2 separate regions of the Mus musculus genome follow, and region 2 is linked to region 1. A link is a contact called in public Hi-C data. All regions are on one chromosome and are shown on one strand. The core of a region is the stretch at or near the end of the contact, and the rest is flanking DNA. Distances in the headings are between cores, read along the strand shown. Region 1 holds the start of Myl12b (myosin, light chain 12B, regulatory). Region 2 holds the start of Slc30a6 (solute carrier family 30 (zinc transporter), member 6).

Evidence for each region. Hi-C and Micro-C count contacts between places; a contact is called where the count stands out from the background.
Region 2: a Hi-C map of CD4 T cells shows a contact between it and region 1, with 6 times the contacts expected there. The contact joins the promoter of Slc30a6 here to the promoter of Myl12b in region 1. A contact is called at or near these places in 1 of 39 promoter capture datasets (cranial neural crest) and 1 of 484 Hi-C or Micro-C datasets (CD4 T cells).

What each region holds. Positions count from the first base shown.
Region 1 is chr17:70,987,191-70,992,805 of GRCm38.p6, reverse strand. It overlaps Myl12b (myosin, light chain 12B, regulatory), which reads left to right and starts at 2,290. Exons shown (of 4, transcript NM_023402.2): 1 at 2,290-2,333.
Region 2 is chr17:74,393,131-74,398,745 of GRCm38.p6, reverse strand. Slc30a6 (solute carrier family 30 (zinc transporter), member 6) reads right to left here and starts at 3,138. Exons shown (of 14, transcript NM_144798.6): 1 at 3,078-3,138. The coding sequence starts at 3,080.

The sequences.
Region 1 (5,615 bases), core at 1,041-3,540:
CAGTGCCCAAAGGAAACCGCTTTCTACCAAATGTGAGGGGCTGAGACCAACAGGAAGTTTAGGAGTGGGTAGACACTGACTTAGAGAGCTTCAAGTACAGGCCTTGGAAAGTTATACACAAAGCTCGTTTTAGGAGGGACTAGGGAAGTATAGAGGAGCCTACTGGATTTGGAGTGCTCTGGCCTACTGGTGTTTTTTCCTCTTCCTCCCACTACCTCCCCTCCCCCAGGGCGCAGCCCTGGCTGTGCTGAGCCCTGAGCTGCTGCCACCCACCACCCAGCGAGACCTTTCTCAGCATTTCAAGTCCCAGTTTTGCTACAGCACGGCTTTAAAGCTACTTTTTTTTTTTTTTAATATATGTAAGTACACTGTAGCTGTCTTCAGACCAGAAGAGGGCGCCAGATCTCGTTGTGGATGGTTGTGAGCCACCATGTGGTTGCTGGGATTTGAACTCAGGACCTTCGGAAGAGCAGTTAGAGCTCTTAACCGCTGAGCCATCTCTCCAGTCCCCGAAGCTACTTATTCTTTGTTGACCTATTTATTCATTTATAAAATGAATTCATGCTGTTCATAATGGTCCCTTTATGATAAAAAGCAGCGTCTAGTCTATCTGGAGCTGGGTGTGGTTAACCAAACCCCACCTGGTACCCAAGTGGATCTGCGCCCGCCCTCATGTGGCCAGGTTGTTTTAAAATGTCATCTTCCTCATTTGAAATAGGAGCGCTTCCTTCGTTTGCTACAGAAATTGGAAATGTGGGAGAGGGGGGTGTTTATGTATGGAGCCGATTTGTGGTTCCCTGGAAAGAGGGGAAGCCTGGCCCTTACATGAGTGCTGGGACTTCAAACTTGAGTCCTCTTGTTTGCATAGCAAGTACTCTTAGCCACTGACCCACCTCCCTGTGCGCACTCTGGGTTTTTGAGAGGGACTTTTGCTGTGTTAAGTTTACCCGTTGGAATGCCAGGGTTAAAGGCCTGTGCCCACCACATCCTGCTCATTAACTGATTTTACATTGCCTAGGGTGAGGATCTAGGAAGTGGTGGTAGACTTATGTAACAAACCCTGAAAGTGCCATAACTTTATAAGAAACATAATTATTTAAGCAATGATTTTTGAGGACAAATAGGATCAAAGATACAGCATCAGTACCACCTGGCGCCTATTCTCCACCTCTGACCTACGCAATCCCAGACCCTGATTTTTTCAAGCGCATATTTAAAGCCACCCTCAATTTATTAGGATTATTATCTTATTTTACATTTTATCTACTAGTTTGGGGAGGAGGCTGCACATTCCCTGGTACCTGCATACGGGGCTCAAGGAACAAATTACAGGAATTGGTTGTTCTCTGTGGGCCCTGAGAAAATAACTCAGTCATGCGTGCTAACAGGCACTTTTACCTGCTGAGCCATCTTGCTGGCCCCTAAGTTGTATTTGTATTGTCTGGACTGCTGTGAAGTACACGGATACTCAGTGCTGGAGACCATAGTGTTCCTGCCTTGGAGGAATTTCTTTTGGAAGTGGGGTAGGAAGGGAGGTGGTTTTCTACGTGTAGCGTGGCTGTCCTGGAACTAAGCTCTGTAGACCAGGCTGGCCTTCAGCTCACAGAGATGCTGCCCCAGCCTTCTAAGTGCTGGAATCAAAGGTGTCGCCACCACCGTCTGACACGGAATTTCTGATCAGACTTCTAGAATATGACCTCCCGGCGGGGAGAAAGTAAAGGCCACTGGCTGGAGTGCAATTTCAAATAAGCGAGAACGTTTCTGGAGCCCACTGGAGAGTGCTCAGCCGCCGCCCTCTTCCGGATTACATTCCTTCTCTTGAGCATTGTTTATCTAAAACTCAGTTTAACCAGGCCAACTGCCCTCTGCTAAATCAGGCAACTTCGGGCTGCCCGCTGCAGGCGCCAGGGGACCCCCAAACCAGGGCGGCTCCCAGCCCACCCGGGTCAAATTCCAGCGCTGGCGCTCCGCCCTCGGCTCGGGAATGCGGAAGGGGCGCGGGACTTGCGCTGGGAGCCGGGGAGACCAGCAAGCCGGCGCGGCTGCGGCAGGAGGATGCCGTGCCAGTGAGCTGGGGAATATGTACTCGCGGCTACAGGGGCTGAGTTCGTCGGGTCGTGCAGCCAGGCTAGTTTCCGCCGCTGGCTGCCTGGGTCCTCCGGGTCTTCGAAACGCTTGCAGCAACCCCCTGCCACGGTTGGTCGCGCCGGGCTCGCCGGTGCTCCTTCCGCCCCGCCCCCGGGCCGGAAGTGCGGCGCCGCCACTGTCCCGCCCCAACCTCCGCTGGTCGCAGTCGCCGGTCGGATCCTCTCGGGTGTGCAGCATCAGGTCAGGTGAGTGGCTCTCGACCCCGCGGGGCATCTCCCGGGCCGCATCTGTCCCTAGTGCTGCGCAACCGCGCCTGGAGCCTGCGGGCGGCTGGACCATCGGCTGGTGGAGCGGAGGTGGCTCGGTTCGAGGCCCTACGCGGTTCCTGTGCTGGCGAACCCTGGCCGAACGAGGCCCCGGGACCGTGTGCACTGGGCCTGCGACATCCGATGACTGACACCTGGTGCCCGGCTGCCCGCACCTGCCGCGGCTGCAGGCTGCAGGCTGCAGGTCCAAGCTGTGTGTTAGCGCAACTGCGTGCATCTGTTCTAGACGCGTTGGGGGAGGAGAAGCCCGCTGGTGTATGGTTCCTGCCAGAGGAAACCAGGAACTGGTACTAGAGTTCCTGGTTAGCAAATGCTAAAATGGGCTGATTTGCATAAATCCTTACTGGGTCTTAGGTCTTGCAAAGATTTAGCTCATTGTTAGAGGACAATTCGAAGAAAGCTGGAAAGAATGGAGAACATATTGAGCCAGGGATCCAAGATGAACTGGTGGATCTCTGCTAGGAGGTACCGAGCAAAAAGCTCAAAAGATGAGCATCGTATTATGTGCACAAGAAGCGCGGGTGGTCAGCCGGAAGGGAGAAGAACAATAACTGAGTACTAGCTGGGAAAGAGGAAGGTAGTTAGGGTAGGGCTCTTGGATACACACGACCCCAGGCGAGACCCTATACAATAAAATAACGTAGTTAGTTAGCCAAGGTAGGCCTCTTTCTTTAGAGGTGTACTGAAAACTCGATGAGAAATGAAAAATTACGTAAGAGGATTTGGGGAGTCACCCACGACAAGGAAGTAACACGACAAAGGATGTTTAGGGAATCGGGTTGACAGCTTTTGTTCTAGAGATGGCTTGGCTGTAGTCCTGTGTGTTAGAGAAATATCACAGCATTTTCTCCTTCAATAAACCCTTAAGTGAGGTGATGTCATTTGCCTGGGAACATCACTTCAGGAATTCATATGATGCCACCAGGGTTTTTCTATCCACTTGCTCCTCACTCTGTCTCTCTGTCTCTGTTTCTCTCTCTGTCTCTCTCTGTCTCTCTCTCTCTCACACACACACACACACACACACACACACACACACAAAGGCACCTGTTCACTGAGCTGCAGCTTATGAAGGACAGATCCCTGGGTGATAATGGTTGGCCAAAGTTAGGAAAGCCAGGGATGGGACCGATATCCCCATTCCCCCAAGGTTGAATGATACAGTTGTGTAGGGATGGCTTTCATCTGCCCCGGTTACCAGCGTCTTTGATTCTTCTGTGACAAGTTTAACATGGCGGGCGAAGCAGGTTTCCCTTCCTCCCTCTGAAGTTCCCCTTACCTGGCACAAGCACAGGAGAAAAGGGTATCAGAACTCACTATGTGCAAAGGAGGAGGACAGGTAAACAAATGAGCCTCAAAGCTTGCTACCGCCGGGCGGTGGTGGCGCACACCTTTAATCCCAGCACTTGGGAGGCAGAGGCAGGCGGATTTCTGAGTTCGAGGCCAGCTTGGTCTACAAGTGAGTTCCAGGACAGCCAGGGCTATAGAGAAACCCTGTCTCGAAAAAACCAAACAAACAAACCAAAAAAAGACTACATGATGTTCAGAGGAATAAAGTGGCTTGAAAAACACGATATCCAGGACAGTCCCTTTGGGCTCTGGGTGTGGTGTCACCTCTGGACTTGTTTCCAGGCATTAGAGGGATGTAGCCGTAGCCTATTACATTCTTTACAGGCGTGCTCCCCATGGTCAGGTCCTTGGACTTTGGAAGAGAAAGCGAGGCCAGACAGACCTTAAAGACGCCTCTTGGTTGGTTCTGTGTCCTCAGCATGGCAGGCATCGTACTTCACATCAGCTCCAGGAACACAGCAGCCTTGCCAGTGGCTGAAGTTTTCATGGTCGGCCCTTGCAGCTGCTGATACGAAAGGCACAGGGCTGGAGGGACATGTCCCGAGGCTGGATTCCTTAGGTGTTGCTTCTGCCCCTTCCTAGTTTTTATCTAGGAAGGTTGGCATAGCAACAGCGCTCATGTTATAAGCTGTTGTGGGGATTAATTATTAATATGTGTGGCATGCTTACCGCCGTGCCTGGTCCACCTGCAGCCTGCTCCTGCGTTAATAAATGTTCCTCCCAGGTACTGAGCCAGGGGTAACCAACCAACTGGTGGGCTTTGTGAGGTGGTTGGGTGTGAGCAGATTCATGTGTAGATTCGGGGGGTGGGGGTTGGGGGGAAAGCCTTATTTTAGGGGTGCTCAAATCCAGCACCTTACCATGAACATTTGCGTATGCAGTATTGTTTGCGATGGGATAATTATATATATGTTGCTGCTTGCCAGGGCACCTGCCATGTGCAAGCAGTTTTCCTAGACTCTCATCCAAGTAGAAGGGCAAAAGGCTGTTAAAGGGTATTTGTAAATTATACGGCAGTATAATCATACTCATTAGTAGAAGAGGATAAAGAGCCAGGTGTACAGCACTGACTAACGTGTTTGAGGGCCTGGGCTTGATCCCCACACACTCAAAAACTTTTTTTTTTTTTAAAAAAGAGGCAGAAAGACCCTTGGGTCAGTCTCAAAGAAAAATTACATTTAAAAAAGTCAGGCAAGCCAGAGTGCAAGGATCAGAGGTGTGTGCCACCACACCTAGCCAATAAATTCCAGTCTTTAAAATCCAGAAATCCCCATGCAGTTTAGTCTTGCATGGTTGTCTTCATCTAAAGGGATCATGTCCAGCATACAGTCGTCCTTTGACTTAAAAGGAACTCAGACAAGAGAGGTCGTTGAATGAATGCTTGTAATCCTAGCACTTTGGAAGCTGAGGCAGGAGGTTCCTGAGTTTGAAGTCAGCCGGGGCTCTGTAGTACGACTTGGTCTCAAAAAAAAAGGAAGGAAAAGAAATTCAAGCAGGCTTTGCCAAGGAGGCTGAGGTACACAGCTGACTTCCGGGACTTTCTAGAATGATGTTAGCACTTAGTTGGTTGTTACATGGGCGTACACGGTGACACAAGTGATGACCTGAGGTAGGGAGTTAAGTGGCAGAGACACCAGAACACCTGTGAGGGAGAAGAGAGGACAGTCTCTGTGGTGAGTGTGAAAACACATGTATTCACCAATGTGAAGGAAAGTCATAAAAATTGTGTTTAGCTCTTTAAAAGAGAGATAATTGTGGAACCGTAAAAAAACAAAAAAAACAAAAAAACCCAAAAAACTATGTACGTAACATAAAACCAATTATATGTCATTAAGCATATGAGGTTAGTTT
Region 2 (5,615 bases), core at 1,889-4,388, 3.4 Mb before region 1:
TCCTTAACATGTGTCCAGGTACCCATAACGTGTGCATACAGAGAATGAATGAGAACGGGAGAGAATGTCTGCGCAAGTTTCACAGGACTATTTCATGTTTCACCTTTGACATGCAGTCTTCTTATATTCCAAACTACAGTGCTTTTGTGTTGTTGCTTTCGCAGTTAACCACAGGACGGCCACCATCCTGTCACCATGTATCAGAAGCCAATCTTTAGTAACTCTACTGATGCGGATCGTTCTATTTCTTGCCATTTTCTCAGAAAGCACTGTGTTTTACACAGAATTGTCTTCATTACAATGTGCAAGTCACAAAGCCATTCCCCTTATAAACCTGAAAACAGATCTTAGCAGATGATACAAGTATATGGCCTTTGGTTTGGTCCGCAGGACATTCTTGCAAATCTACATATGTATACCTACCTCATATATTATTTCACTCCGTGACTAATGTTCTCACCATAAAAATCTAGGGCCTCCCTTTGTTGACTGTTTTATTTTCATTTTTTTAATACTTTTTATTAGGTATTTTCCTCATTTACATTTCCAATGCTATCCCAAAAGTCCCCCATACCCTCCCCCCCACTCCCCTACCCACCCATTCCCACTTTTTGGCCCTGGCGTTCCCCTGTACTGGGGCATATAAAGTTTGCAAGTCCAATGGGCCTCTCTTTCCAGTGATGGCCGACTAGGCCATCTTTTGATACATATGCAGCTAGAGTCAAGAGCTCCGGGGTACTGGTTAGTTCATAATGTTGTTCCACCTATAGGGTTGCAGATCCCTTTAGCTCCTTGGGTACTTTCTCTAGCTCCTCCATTGGGGGCCCTGCGATCCATCCAATAGCTGACTGTGAGCATCCACTTCTGTGTTTGCTAGGCACAAGAGACAGCTATATCTGGGTCCTTTCAGGAAAATCTTGCTAGTGTATGCAATGGTGTCAGCGTTTGGATGCTGATTATGGGATGGAACCCTGGATATGGCAGGCTCTAGATGGTCCATCCTTTTGACACAGCTCCAAACTTTGTCTCTGTAACCTCCTTCCAATTGGAAAAGATGAAGTCAAAATATCACTTTTTGCAGATGATATGTTAGTATATATGTGTTGACTGTTTTATAAAACAGATATTTATAAGTATAAAATTGTTTTTCCCCCTCCCCCACATTCCACTGTGGGGGGGAGGATTTGGCTGTAGGTTCAAGTCTCAGAAAGGCAAAAATTAAAGATTCCTAGAACTTACTGGCCAGCCAGTCTAGAATAGACAAGCGCCAAGATCATGTCTCAAAGACCATGTCTCAAAATAACTGGGGGAAACAAAAAAAGGGAACACAGCTAAGGAGGCATCCTGACACCCACATCTGGCCTCCACCAATAATACTGGCAGATGGAATAGCATATGCAAATTAGATACAAAGGTCCAATTCAAACAACACAGTTTGCAAGCTGTTCACTGTTGCTACAACGTGTATATTGTATATGTTTATTTCTTTAAAGTTGGAATAACTGAAGGTTGTCTGGTCACTGTTCATTTTACACACACACACACACACACACACACACACTTTTATTTTTGAGACAGGGTTTCTCTGTATAGCTCTGGCTGCCCTGGAATTCACTCTACAGACCAGGCTGGCCTCAAACTCAGGATCCACCTGCCTCTGCTTCCAGAATGCTGGGTTAAAGACGTGCACCACAACTGGTTTATCCTATCCATTTTCTGTACCCAAAGGATTACTGAAATTTTATGAAAATACTGTGTGTGATTTTCCCCCTATCAAGGGCTAGAACTATGATTCACAAATCAAGAGTATTCACTGCTCTTACAAAGGACACAAGTTCAGTTCCCTGTGCCCACACGGCACTCACAGTTGTCTGTAACTCCACTCCCAGGAGATTCAACACCCTCATTTTACTTCCCCGGGCACCAGACACGTACTTTGTGCACCAAGAAACAGGCAGACAAACATCCATACACAAAATTTAAAAAAAAAAAAAAATCTGGGAACCAGAGAGATGGCTCAGTACTTGAGAACACAGGCTGTTCTTCCAGAGGACCTAAGCTTGACTCCTAGCATCCACATCTGCTCACAGCTCCCTGTAACTCCAGCTCCAGGGATCTAATGTCTCTGGCTTTCTCCCACAGCTGCACCCACGTGCACATAACCACACAATTTAAAAGAATACGGTGAATTCTTTTACAGATCTTCATTAGACATTTTAATATATAATATTTTAATGTTTTGGTTTTTCGTTTTTTTCGAGACAGGGTTTCTCTGTATAGCCCTGGCTGTCCTGGAACTCACTTTGTAGACCAGGCTGGCCTCCAAAGAAGGAAACTTTATGGTGGCAACAGTAAGAACACAAATATGTCATTGTCGTATGTAAGTTACCAGTAAGGGCTCAATGAGTTTTTGTGATCGTTTCAAAGGGCGGTCAGCACTCTGACATCTGAAAACGCAACCACCCGTTCACCTTTACAGAATACTGAGATAATTATGTTTGACTTACGCGTTTTGTTGTTTGGTTTTAGATTATGGGGTTTTTTTGTTTTTTTTTTTCGGGTCAGAGTCTCTATTTAACTCAGGGTGAACTTCGAAGTGCAATCCTCCTGCCTCAGTTTCCTGAGTTGTAGGCCAAAGGCATGTGCCAAAACACTCAGCTTAATAATTAACTCAATAATTTTTAGGAAAAACCTGACATTCCAACAACCATAGCGTATACTAGAACCTTTCCCGAGCTGCTCCACTAACCCTTTCTGTAGCCGCTGCTCAGTGCCGAGCTATTCAAACACTGAAAAGCAAACGAGTGAACACGCCCTAGAAAGCCCCACGCAAGCCTCAAGTCGCTGATGGCGTTCACTTGTTCTCAGAGGAAGCTTTAATTTTAACATTAGGCAAATCTGGCATTTCCCAGCTGTAGAGGCACAGAGCAGGAACCCTTCAAGAACCCGAGCGCTGGGAACCCCAGCGCAGGCCCGACCACGCGGTTCCGAGCAGCTGCGGTACAGCAGGGCGCTCGAGCGAGGAAGCAGGAGGGAAACATCCCGCAAGAATCCCGCACACCCCACGGCCAACTCACCATGGTAAGGAGCCGTACAGCTCCCGCCGGAAGACGCTCTGAGAAGTCGCATTTCTCAAGCGGAAGGGGCGGGCCTTCAGAATCCGATTGGTTGCAGGGCGAGGGGGCGGGACTGCGCATGTACCCTAGGTCGCCGTCTTTTTGTTCTCCGCCGCCTGGGAAGTGGGCGGATTAGAGCTGCTCTGGGCGGGGCTGCTCGCCCAGGGAAAGGGTGGGCATTTATCACCTTGGGAGGAACTTTGAGGTCTGTTCAAAGTCTTCTACCAGAGTGTGAGTTTATTACAGTTTATACTCCTGTTTTAAAAATGAAGAAGCAGGAACATTAAGAAATGTCACAGTAAGGCCGGGCAAGTCTCGCTGATTTCGAGGTCAGGCTCCTCGAGGTAGACTCAGCCTATGTTAAAAATACATTTATCAAATTCCCAACTGTTTCATTAAAAATAATGTCGCAGAAAACGCTTGGCTTAAGAACACAAGGATTCGAGTTAAATCACAAGAACCTACGCCGTCACGATGGCCACACCTGTTTGATCTCAGCACTCAGGAAAGCAGAGGCAGGCATATCCTTAGTGACTCGATTTCAAAAACCCAGGTGAACGTCAACCTTAAGTATAAGGTTGTTCTCTGGCCTCCACGAGCACTTTACTGGTGCACGTCACCGGTCAGGGTGCAGCATCGCCTGCGTACTATTCTAACGCTGGAGGCTGAGGCAGGAAGACTACACTACACAGCAAAACTGTCTCAAAACCAAAACGAACGAGTGAGTGAGTGAGTGAGTGAGTGAGTGAGTGAGTGAATGAATGAATGAATGAATGAATGAAAAGAGGTGATGGCTTTTCCTGACTCCAGTCATCCAAGTGGCTACTGCAGTTTAAGAGGATCTGACACCACCACCAGGTGGTAGAGCCCTTAGGCATGACACACAAGGGTTCAATTGCCTAAACTGGGTGCAAACCTGTAACCCTATAGATTTGGTAGCTGAGGTAGAAATATTCAGTTCAAGCATACTTGGGGTTTAGAGTAGGTCACTGTCAGCCTCCCCAGTTAGTGAGAGCATCTCAAATTTAAGGAAAAAATAAGCACTTGTAGCTGGAGTCCACTGTTTTGTATATGGTGCCTGTCTTGGGAAGCTGTGGCAGGACACTGAATTCAAGTCACACTTCACTACGTAAAGTACCAAAAAGACAGAACAATAAGAGAGGGATTTCTTAGGGAGAATACTTTCGGGGGTGGGGGGTGGGGGAGAAGGAAGGGTGAGACAAGGACTAAAATTTATTATATACCAGGAAACTGTCCAAGAATAAAATATTTTTAAAAATCTGAAGCATGCCTTAAGTCTTATATGTTTCATAAGCTAGTGTGGAACTCAGAATAGCTGACTTTGAACTGAAAATACTTGGCTTTATCCCATAACAGAGTTTTAAATCTCTACAGTTTCTTTCTTGCACAGTCATTGTAGCCTATAAAGATTGTATTTGCAGATCTTATCTTCTAGGCACTGATCTTAGTGAAATTGTATCCTAGTAAGAGACACATGCAAGAAGAAAAAAAATTCAGTTATTTGTAAGTAGAATGTCAAAACTAAGGTAATGTGCTAGGTATGGTGGATCATGCCTTTAGTCCTAGTAGCTAGAGGCAGAGGCAAGCAGAATTCTGTGAGGTCCAGGCCAGCCAGAACTTCACAGTGATACCCTGTTTTTTAAAAAGAAGTGGGGGGAGTTATGTTATAAATATTGACAGGGTAGATAATTCATAGTGGTCAGAGTTTTGTAAAAATATTTTATTTGTGTGTTCAGGTGTCTGAAGCGGCCGGAAGATGGCATTAGAATGCCTTGGAGCTGAAGTTAAAAGGCTTTTGTAAATCACCAAATATGGGTGCTGGGATTCAAACTCAGTCCTCAGGATTGAGCAGGAAACACTCTTACCCACGGAGTCATCTCTCCAGTCCCTCAGAAAAGCTTCTACAAGGTGAGCGTCATTTCTGAGTTATAAGTATTCTTGGAAATACCGCTTTCCAGGCAGAATAAACTAAAGAAAATATCTCATTGGAATGGTGTATTTTGAACTGGTTGGTTACCACATCCCTTTAATCCCAGCACTTGGGAGGCAAAGGCAGGAGGGTTTCTGAGTTTGAGGCAGGCCTGATTTACAAGATTCCAAGGATAGCAAGAGTTACAGGATAGCCAGGGCTATACAGCGAAACCCTATCTCAAAAAAACAAAAACAAAAACAAAAACAAAAAACAAAACAAAAAACCAACAACAACAACAACAAAGAGGGCTGGAGAGATGGCACAGCAGTTAAGAGCACTGACTTCTCTTCCAGAGGTCCTGAGTTCAATTCCCAGCAACCACATGGTGGCTCACAACCATTTGTAATGGGATCCGATGCCTTTTTTTGGTGTGTCTGAAGAGAGCAACAGTGTACTAATATACATAAAATAAATAAATATTTTAAAAAGGAAACAAAACACTCAAAACCAAACACTAAACTACAAAAGAAAATGTGTATTTTGAGATTTAAAAGGTGGCAACATAT